Regions from separate parts of the Mus musculus genome. Here region 2 is linked to region 1. A link is a contact called in public HiCAR-type data. All regions are on one chromosome and are shown on one strand. Each heading gives the region's core, a stretch centred on a gene start, on an enhancer-like site or on the middle of the called end of the contact. The rest is flanking DNA. Distances are from core to core; before and after follow the strand shown. Region 1 overlaps Gsdme (gasdermin E). Region 2 overlaps Gm31279 (a long non-coding RNA gene).

Region 1 (4,739 bases), core at 1,532-4,031:
TTTGGTAGTATCCTGGTGAATCCTAGGGAAAGTGCTAGAATAGAAAGTGGTCCTCTTGGGCCCTATCAGTGGCTTTAACCTGTTTAGCTGCTTCCAGCCCTGCAGTCTCTGGTCTCCTGGAAAACTTCCCCTGCCTGTGTGATGGCAAGCAAACCCCAGGTTTCACCATAGAACCTCATTTGTAACTGAACAGCCTTTTCCAGACTCACTGGGCAGACTTACACCATCTCTCAGGCAGTTAGGGGAGGGCACAGCATGTCTGGCCTATGACAAGCATCAGGGTGAGAGCTTTCTCTGTGCTATGCTCAGAGTTCTGGGTAAACATCTCTAGAGATGAGGGATGCAGGAGAGGCACTCTGGAGGGTGAAGGGTGGAACTGTAGGTGTGATAGTGCTTGCCTGACATGACATGCGCTTCTCAGTCCTGTGCTTTCTATTGTCATCTTCCTGGAGTAGGGTGAGGGCCTCCTTTGGAACACAGGAAACTCAGATTTCTTAGAGGCAGGTGCACGACCACATTGGAAGGATCTGTTGCGGTTCTCTGGTGGGATTACTTACGGGGCTGCCTCTTCCCTCATGTCCTTTTGTCCTCTCTGGGTCACAGCCTCAGTGACATGTCATCTATAAGACATGAGCGCATGAGTGGTCACTATGCTCTGTGACTTAGCAGCTCCAAGGGGAGTTCTGTTTTACACTGGAAGATAGTTAATAAAAGCCTGCATGGCACTGATTTTCATTTCTTCTGGCAGGGTGGGGAGTTGGCAGGGCCCTCTCACGATACTGCCCCAGCTGTGTCCTGTCACTGACAAAGGGACTGGTGGCATGGTGGAACCCTTCATGTTCGTGCAGTGGCCTGACATGTGCTCCTAAATACTCTGTAATGGGCCAAATGAACAGAAAAAAAAACAGGCTCTTAGAGGTACACCCAGAGTATTTTGTGTGTCACCACACATGCCTATAAATTCCAATACTAGGGAGAAGCAGAATAATTGCATTCAAGGCTATTCTGGGTTTTGTAGCAAGAATATGCCCCAGAAACTCAGAAACAAAACATTCCAGCCTGGTTACCTAGAAGGGCTCTAACCACTCTATAAGAGAGTTTTGAGCCAATTATCCTTTCCCAGAATCCATGCCCTTCCTTCTGACCAGCAAATTCAATGTCACCGAACATGCTCTAGGGACTGGATTCCCATGAGACCCCACAGAGAACCAGCATTGCCTTCAAATGTGACCGCACTCTTGTTTTTAAGACAGTCTGTGTAGCTCTGGCTGACCTGGAATGCTCAGAGATTGTATTTCTGCCTCCCAAGTGCTAGAATTAAGGGGATGCTACACACCTGGCCTGAGCACACATTTACTTTTTCTAATTGGTGGTAGCAAGCTACTGAAATATAAACTAGGCATCACCTAGGTAGGGCTGGCTGCACTGCTCTTTCCTTGTAACACAAGGGCTCACTGCATAGCTCAGGCTGGTCCTTTTGCCTAACCTCTCAAATGATGAGATTACAAGCATGCATCACTGTGCCTGGCTTCTGCAAACTTGTTTTTGACAGTGAAAATGACCTGAATGCATGTCATCTACAGAAATGCCTGATAATGCCACAGTTTTCCTGGGGACTTGCTGCAAACTCCATGTTATTTCTTCGCTGTGCTGCTTGGTAAGGAACCTTCGGATGGGACAGTGGGGTGGAAAGGAATGGGGAGGAGGGATAGGTGCTGGCCAGCTGGTAAGAGCTCTAGTCTCTCAGCTTGAGACGGTGTAAGCAGGTGTCAGCACTAGCACATGGGTACTTGGGAGCTCTGAGGTCCAAAGCTCAAGGAACTGGCTAGCAAAGAAGCTTGGTCTACAGATTCCAGATTTTCCCAGTTTGGAGACAACTGGCATAGCTTGGCCCAGCCAGGCCCAGCAACCGTTGTTGATCACTGTAGTTGTGTGGAATGATTTGAAGGTGCTTTGTGTCACACTTGCCAGGAAGAACTCAGGCCTGCTTTGCCTGGAGGAGACATAGCTTTTCTCTTAAAATATCAGTATAGCTTGGTGCTCTCTGGAAACGGCACTACAAGAGCAAGTGATCAGTAATGAGTCTAGCCCCAGCGTGGACCTAAGTTCCCAAGTTAGAGAGAGGGCAATTAATTAGTAGAGGAACCAGCAACAGGCTATCCCATTACCCAGCTAGTCTCACACAACCTGTGTTTGGGGAAAGGCACACCTGGGTCACTTATTTTAAGGTCTGGTATAGGACCAGGGTCCACTACTATCCCATAGCACTAAGCTGGCCATGCACGGACCACCTAGACAGGACCTACATATGTTCTGTATGTCCTCTGGGAACACCAAACCATATAGGTTGTCTTGGATGTTGTTCTGTATGGAGGAGGTATCAGAAGCTAAGACCACTAGGTACTGATCACACAGCTGGCCAGATTCCATCCAAACTGACCACAGACTCTGTGTCCTCAGGGACAATCAACTATTTGGAGGCATGCCAGCCTATCTGAGAGCAGCTGAGGGTGATGGCTGCTAGTTTGATTATAGAAATGATGTAATTGTCCTAATTGTATGCAGTGATGAGCAAAACAGCTCTGGTCTCTCTCGCAGCACTGAGTGCTCAGCACTTCCAGTCTATTTCTTGAGTATTTAGGGAACAATTAAAGCTATTCAGGAAGTATATAAAGAAGAAACGTGTGCTAAGGGAATCAGGCCCTAATGAACTCACACTACAGTCAGTTCTGGTTCTGACCTTGGCTGCTGTTCCATAACCAGGCAGGAACCAGACTTGGAGTTCCAGAATGGACTGGCAGAGTCCTGCCTGCCTTTCCACTGGCTGCCTCCAGATGCACTAGCCTGTCTTTGGAGGCTGTTCAACAAAGACAAATCCTGTTTCTTTAAAAGATCTTCCTAGGTGCCCTTAGGCAATCCAGGTAAAGTCTACAAATTGGCTTGCTGTTCTCTTAAAAGAGCCAGGCTCCTGCAGGCATGGGGTATTAAATACTTCTTCAAGCAACTGACTTAAAAGAGGATGCCCAATCTACTTGCACTTCTGTTTGAAAGCCCGGGTAACTCTGAAGAGTCTTCCTGATGGGTTCTGGGTGAAGGGTCAGATTTGTTAACCATTTACTGTGAACTGGTAGAAAAATCAGTAGAAAAATCTAGAAAATATTCCAAGTCAGGAATTGCAGAGGCAAAGGTTCTTGGAGCTGGAAACACAATTAACAAATGATAGTACCTACACTTGAGTTCCTTCAAATATTCAAGAAACTCTAATATTGCTGTTTACATTAATAAGCAAAACAACCAGAGGATGGCAGTGGTAGTGTATGTGTGCCCACCACAGAGCAAAGGGAAAAACCTTATATTTTGCAGAACTCTTGAAATTAGAAGAAAAAAAATTGTCTAGAATTCTGAACAATGAGGGGGAGCACCTGTTGTATGTCCCCTGCCCTTCACCAAGCCTGGTACTACCCTGGGAAAAAGAACAGAAAATGGCAGCAGACCTCCTCCTCTTGTAAGCCAGTGACTGCAACTGCAATTGTAACATAGCTTTATGTCTGAAGAACTAGCTTGTGTAAACAGGACTCTAAAGGGAGTGGACACCTGACTTGGGCCTCCCATAATCAGCAGGACTCTTGCCTTGTCAGAAACCTTGGGTCTCGTGCCCACATTAGGTGGAAGGCAGCGCCATCAGAATTCTACCACTTCAGGCTCAGAAGTAGCATAGCCATATACATGGGAGCAGATCTCCTCACCTTACAACCTTGAGGCTGTGGGATGTAGCTGCACTCTAAAATTCCAGCCTCACTTGCACATATCTAACAGGAGCTCACCAATTCCCAGGCAGGTCTGACAATTCCAGGAATCTGGTGGTCAGGGACCCCACTGCCAGTGACACCTGTACCTACCCACAGAGGGAACGAGGGAGCTTTTCCTGTCTACAGTCTCAGCCGCACCCAGGCTTGTAGTTCAGATCACGTCTATGATCTTCAGGTCCATGGCAAATGATGCCATAGGTCTTAGCCTCCCCATTACTTACTCTTTGCATGACCTAGGTATGTTTCCACCTTGGTTTGCAGCCTCAGACCCCAGACATCAAAGGGCAAGCCTACATACTACTCATATTAACCTAGTAGCACAAAGAGAAATTCTCCCCTGTGCCCTGCTCCTCCAAGCATGGAAACCAGAACTACTGAGATAACCCAAGGAACTTGTCTTCCATAGTCCACAGACTGGGTTAGGGCTTTTGGTACTGAGTAAAACTTGTGCTTATCTCTTGGGTTCTGGGGAAGGTACTGTCTGGATATCACACCTCCATAAAAGTAGCTAAACCCCAGCAACTTTATCCCCATGGACTAGGGAAGTGCTCTTTCATGTTTCAATTCCTTAAATCCTATGGTTATCAGAAGTGTTCATCTGGCAAGACCTGGGGAATGGGTCTGGTTCTATCCTGTGGCTTAAGAATTGTGGGTATTGGTGCTACAGACCCTAGCATCTCCCACAACTCTTAGTGTGATCTACGCTTACCTGCACAGACCTAGGGATAACTGCACCTCATACTAATGATTCCATAGCAGCTGAATACACTCTTGGAAGCCTATGTTTACTGCAAAGCCCTACCTCAAGAAATTACTGTAGACAGGATAATTGATGTTCTCGTAGACCCTCATGATAGGAACCAAGTAAGGTACCCCACAGGGCTGCTCCTTTGAGCTCATGTGTAACTACAACCCGAGCATCTATCCAAT
Region 2 (4,702 bases), core at 2,133-4,632, 310 kb before region 1:
AGTGAACAATGCCTGAATCTACTAACTGACTGCTTTCTCTTGCCCATCCTAACTCAGGATGTTAAAAGCACTTGCAGTGCAGTACATCTCCATTCGTGTTGATTTTATTCTTGAAATGCCCACGTATTCTTTCTTTCTTCTCCATCTCCTTGCCGACGCCCCAGTCCAGGTCTTTAGCCTGGTTGTCTGTTTCTCCCTTGTCTCTTGCCGGGATTCCTGGCTCTGGATGTTTAACACGTCACACACTGCTCCCCTTCCTTAATCATTCCTTCTTTTGCTTCAGCAAGTGGTGTCTTAGGAACACAGAAACTAGAAGATGAAGGCTCAGATTCACCTGGCCCATCACCCATTCCTTCCCAGTGTAAGAGCCAGAACCCTCAAAAGCACCCCAGTATCTGGTTCATAGACCTTTACCATCACATCAGAGCAGTTCCAACCTTCCCTCTTTGTTTATTCTTCTGGGGTCATTTTGCTTGACTGAAGTTCACAACCAGACAGAAACTAAAGACTCACTTTCTAGACATGGACTCTTTTTTTTGTTTTGTTTTGTTTTGTTTTGTTTTGTTTTCCAAGACAGGGTAGCTCTGTGTAGCCCTGGCTGTCCTGAAACTCACTCTGTAGACCAGGCTGGCCTCAAACTTAGAAATCGGCCTGCCTCTGCCTCCCAAGTGCTGGGATTTAAGGAGTGAGCCACCACCGCCCGAAGCGACATGAACTCTTCTTGGTAGAAAATGTCAGGGCCAGATTTTCACTTCCAAACCAGTTGATTCAAATAGTAGTGGGAGAAGAGCAATCCAGGAAGGCTGCCAGGCATGGGTGAACTCCCTGCAGGTACGAAAAGCATTCAGCACTGAGCTGGGAGGAGACGGAGGTGCCATTTCAGAACATGAGTAGGGACATTCATTTCAGTTCATGGTCGCAGGGGGTTCAGTCTATAACGGTGGGAAGAAAGCAGCAGAGCGGGATTTACATCTGGGCAGACCAGGGACTGGAGATGGGGATACTGTACTGAGCTGACATGCTTCTCTTCGGGGGCAGAGTGCAGCCACGGCCAGGTCCACTCACCCCAGGGACGGTCTTTCTCCCCGAGTTCATCCACTCCTATAACAGCGAGAGGTGGAGAGGAGTGCCTCCCGCTACTGATGGACTCTAAATCCAGCCAGGCAAAGAGTGAGAGCTAAATGCCATGGTCTCTTTGCTTTCCGCCTTGTCTATTTTTAGTTACAGGCAGCATGGAAATTACAAGAAATCGCATTTCTGGCTTTCCTTTTACAGTTTTATCTAAATGAAGGATTTGTAGTTTCCAACCTTGACAGTAGGAACGGGGGTGGCGGGGGCGGGAGGTGGAGTGGGGCGGGCGGTGGCAGCCCACGCTCTGTAACCAAATAGAGCAGTCTCCAAATCTGCTTTGTTCTAAATTGTGAAAAAATCTGTCTGGTGAAAACCAAAAGCAGACACAGGTCGGTCGGGTTCTGACCGGAATGTGGCTAAGGCGTTGTCCTTTCCTGGCCAATCATATTCTTTTATGGAGCTCCTGGTTTATAATTATTTTCCTTCAAGTCATTAGAAGGGTTAAGATGATAAGTTTTATATTTTATCACAATTTTTAGAAAACAGTCACACCAGACAAGAAATTTTACTTCTGGGTTTCCTGTTCAAAGATGCATAAAATATTCCAGAATATCTGGGTCAGAAGTCTTGAAGTCACCTAGTACCCGGGTTATCAAGCGCTCACTTCCCGTTTCTTAGTCATACTTTAGATTTAAGACAAGGTAAAAGCTATATAAAAACAAAGACTATGTAAAACAAGAATAGCCGGTAAGAAGCGGAGCCAGGGAAATGGCTCAGTGGGTAAAGAACTTGCCTTCCAAGCCCAGTGACCAGAGTCAGGAGTCCCCGGAACCTAAGAAAAAGCCAGGTGTCATAATGAGCACTTGGGTTCTCAGGACTTCAACTCAAGGTGGGAGACAGAGACGGAGACAGAGCCGGAGAAATGGCTCAGAAATGCGTGGGCAAGCTCAGCTAGAAGCAGGCAGGCAGGCAAGGCCTCACCTCAAAAATGAGGAGGGAGCAAAGCCGCAGCAACTCCTGAACGTGTCCTCTGAGAGGGGAGCATGCGTATCCTGCTCCCCACAACCCCACCTCTTCGTTTTCCTCTAAGATTTTTTTTTCAAAGCTCAAAGCAATAATAATTTTCAAAAGGAGAATGTTTAAAGTATTTTTATGACTTCAAAATTTATTTTTTAAGATTATTTTTTTCAACATAGGATTTAATTATGAGATCAATACAGATGTAAAAATGAAGATATATTCAGGGTGTTACTAATAAGAAAACTAGTAAGGGTCCTTCAATCAGCATTGAGCATGAGGAGGCTAGGAAGCATTTTCACAGCCGAGGAACACTGAAGAGTACTGGGGTAGAAGCATAGATGGTGGGACCCTGACCAGCCCTGGGCAAAAATGGTTTTGTATCAGTAATTTGTTTCTTTCAGTCACCAAATGGCCTCCACAGAACCTGAATGGGAAACCCCTAGAGGGGCTGACTTGGGGGAGGGGGGAGTCTAGAAAATACAGTTTCCAACAAAACACCATTTTTTTCTCTGTATCTGAAGCCGGCTGAGAGGAGACTAACGTAAAAATCCATGCTGGCTTGGGACGGGCTGAGAAGCGGTCTCCTTTAGCAGGCATAGTGGAGGCTCACGCCCTGACTCTGACTCAGGTTTAATTTGTCTCAGAATCCAACTGTGAGGCTGATTTGCGAGTGCCACCCACGGATCTCCCAATCCCATAATAGTCCCATAGGAGCGATGACCTTTTCTGGTATTTTCATTATTACGTCAGGGCAGAAACATTTTTTTTTCAGCTACACAAATTTCCCCTTTTATTAGTTTTGAATATTTTCATCTAGTTACACAATTCATTCTTTTCAGGACTTTTGTTTTGTTATTTTAAATATTGAGAACTTAATCTGTCCCTCACCAATTAAACTGTCTGAGTTACTGTATCAGGGAATCTCTCCAGGACCTCACGACCCTCTGTAGCATTAAGCTATAGGAAGAAAAAAAAATCAAAATTAACCACAGTTCTCTTTATGGATCTTAAGAGAGGTTGTAAACTACAAGACAACAGGAATCCCTAGGACCAAGTGCCTTTTCCTGTGGCAAGACTTTGGCCACAGTCCCTTCTGAGACTTGTCTGACTTTACATAACAAAGGAATTGTGACAGCCCAAGTTCAGAAACTCAGGTGGGAACTCAGCCTTCCAAACCCACAGAAGAGAATTAAATTATTAAATGTGACTCTGAGAACCCACTTTCCCCATTGGAAAATACCATCTTTGCCTATATGAAGAGACACCCTCTGACACACACACGCACACGCACACTAGAAGGGGGTCAGCCTTGGATTCTGTGGTGTAGAAGGGAATGTGCGGCCAGAAGGAACTTATTACCTAGTGCCATTCACCTCACTACCACAAGGTGTCGCTGTTGAATCCTAGCAATCCATTCTACTTTGCACCTTTCTGTCCTTTTCCTATTTTAGATTTTTTTTTTTTAAGGGATGGATTGAAGAACAAAAATTAAATCTAAAATTCTGTTGCCAAATGTCATGCTATAATAGGTCATAGTTCACAGGAGAGGCTTAAGCATCGAGTTGCTGCCATCTGGCTCTGCTCCCTCTGGACTGTACCCGCAGGGTTCTCACTCCAGGTGCTCTGAAGCAAGCACATGGGCACAGACACGTGTCCTAAATCCCAAGAGCTTTGACACACTGGGATGTTTGTTTTGAAGTGTGTATTCTCTAGCACCATTGTTTCTTTCTGTTTTAGAGAATCATTCTTAGCAGCAGCCACGCTGCCCTATCGCCCCTTTGCAGAGAGGCCCCTTCACACGGCCTGTCTCACTTCTAGAATCTGTCTGATTTCTCTACTTCCTGCAAGCACTGATCTGATATACTCATTGTCTCCCCTTCCTTGCCTCCATTTTCTTCCTAGTCAGTCTTGTTGCCGAAGTGTTCTCTGCAAACACTGCTTGCCAGACCCGTGGAACAGCTGAACTGCCCTCTCTCACCTGGGTTGTAACGCCTTCCCTCAGGTGCAACGCTCTTGTCTCCCAGTCGCACTCTTCTGGTTTTAACCTCTGGCCTTCCAGAGAGGTTAAACCTCTGGCCTTCCTCTCTAGGCATGTCAGCTCCTCTTGTGGTTAGCTTTAATTGTCAAATTGATACAATTGTATCACTGTAGTAATCCCTTGGGAAGAGAGTCTCAATGAGGGATTGTCCACATTGGCTTGGCCCACGGGCATGTCTGTGGGGATTTTCTTAATTAGGTTAATTGAAGGCCCAGCCCACTGCGGTGTCGGCATTCCCTATGGAAGGGGTCCGGAACTGTATTATGAGGAGAGAAATGAAGTTGAGCGTAAGCAGGCAAGCAAATCAGTACGGAGGCTCTCATCGCCCTCTGCTTTTGATGTGGGTGTGATGCGACCCACTGTCTCAAGCTCATGTCACTGAGACTTCAGTGCAGTGACGCATTGTCACCTGTAATTGTGAACTGAAATAAATTCCTTCCTCCCCTAAGTTGCTTTCTGTCAGCAGCAACAGAAATGAAACTAGAATAAGGTAACGTAATATGGCCCTACGACTTACTGCACTATCAGCATACACTGCCCCCAGATTCTTTCTGCCACTCCAGCATCTGTGTC

The links. HiCAR-type assays count read pairs that join an accessible place to other places.
Region 2: a HiCAR-type map of kidney shows a contact between it and region 1, with 4 times the contacts expected there. The contact joins two enhancer-like sites. A contact is called at or near these places in 3 of 484 Hi-C or Micro-C datasets (cerebellar granule neurons, embryonic fibroblasts and urothelial organoids) and 2 of 115 datasets of contacts at active chromatin or transcription factors (kidney and pancreatic cancer cells).

The regions. Positions count from the first base shown.
Region 1 is chr6:50,213,268-50,218,006 of GRCm38.p6, reverse strand. Gsdme (gasdermin E) reads left to right here. Exons shown (of 10, transcript NM_018769.4): 9 at 1,584-1,657. Among named protein-coding and RNA genes, the nearest start is that of Gsdme, 46 kb to the left of the region's middle. Within about 2 kb of position 2,781, at least 10 of the 459 cell types and tissues checked have an H3K27ac peak or open chromatin away from gene starts, as enhancers often do. A contact at or near this core is called in kidney, where this site is marked.
Region 2 is chr6:50,525,666-50,530,367 of GRCm38.p6, reverse strand. All of the region lies in intron 1 of Gm31279 (a long non-coding RNA gene), which reads right to left. Among named protein-coding and RNA genes, the nearest start is that of Gm26289, 12 kb to the left of the region's middle. Within about 2 kb of position 3,382, at least 67 of the 459 cell types and tissues checked have an H3K27ac peak or open chromatin away from gene starts, as enhancers often do. A contact at or near this core is called in kidney, where this site is marked.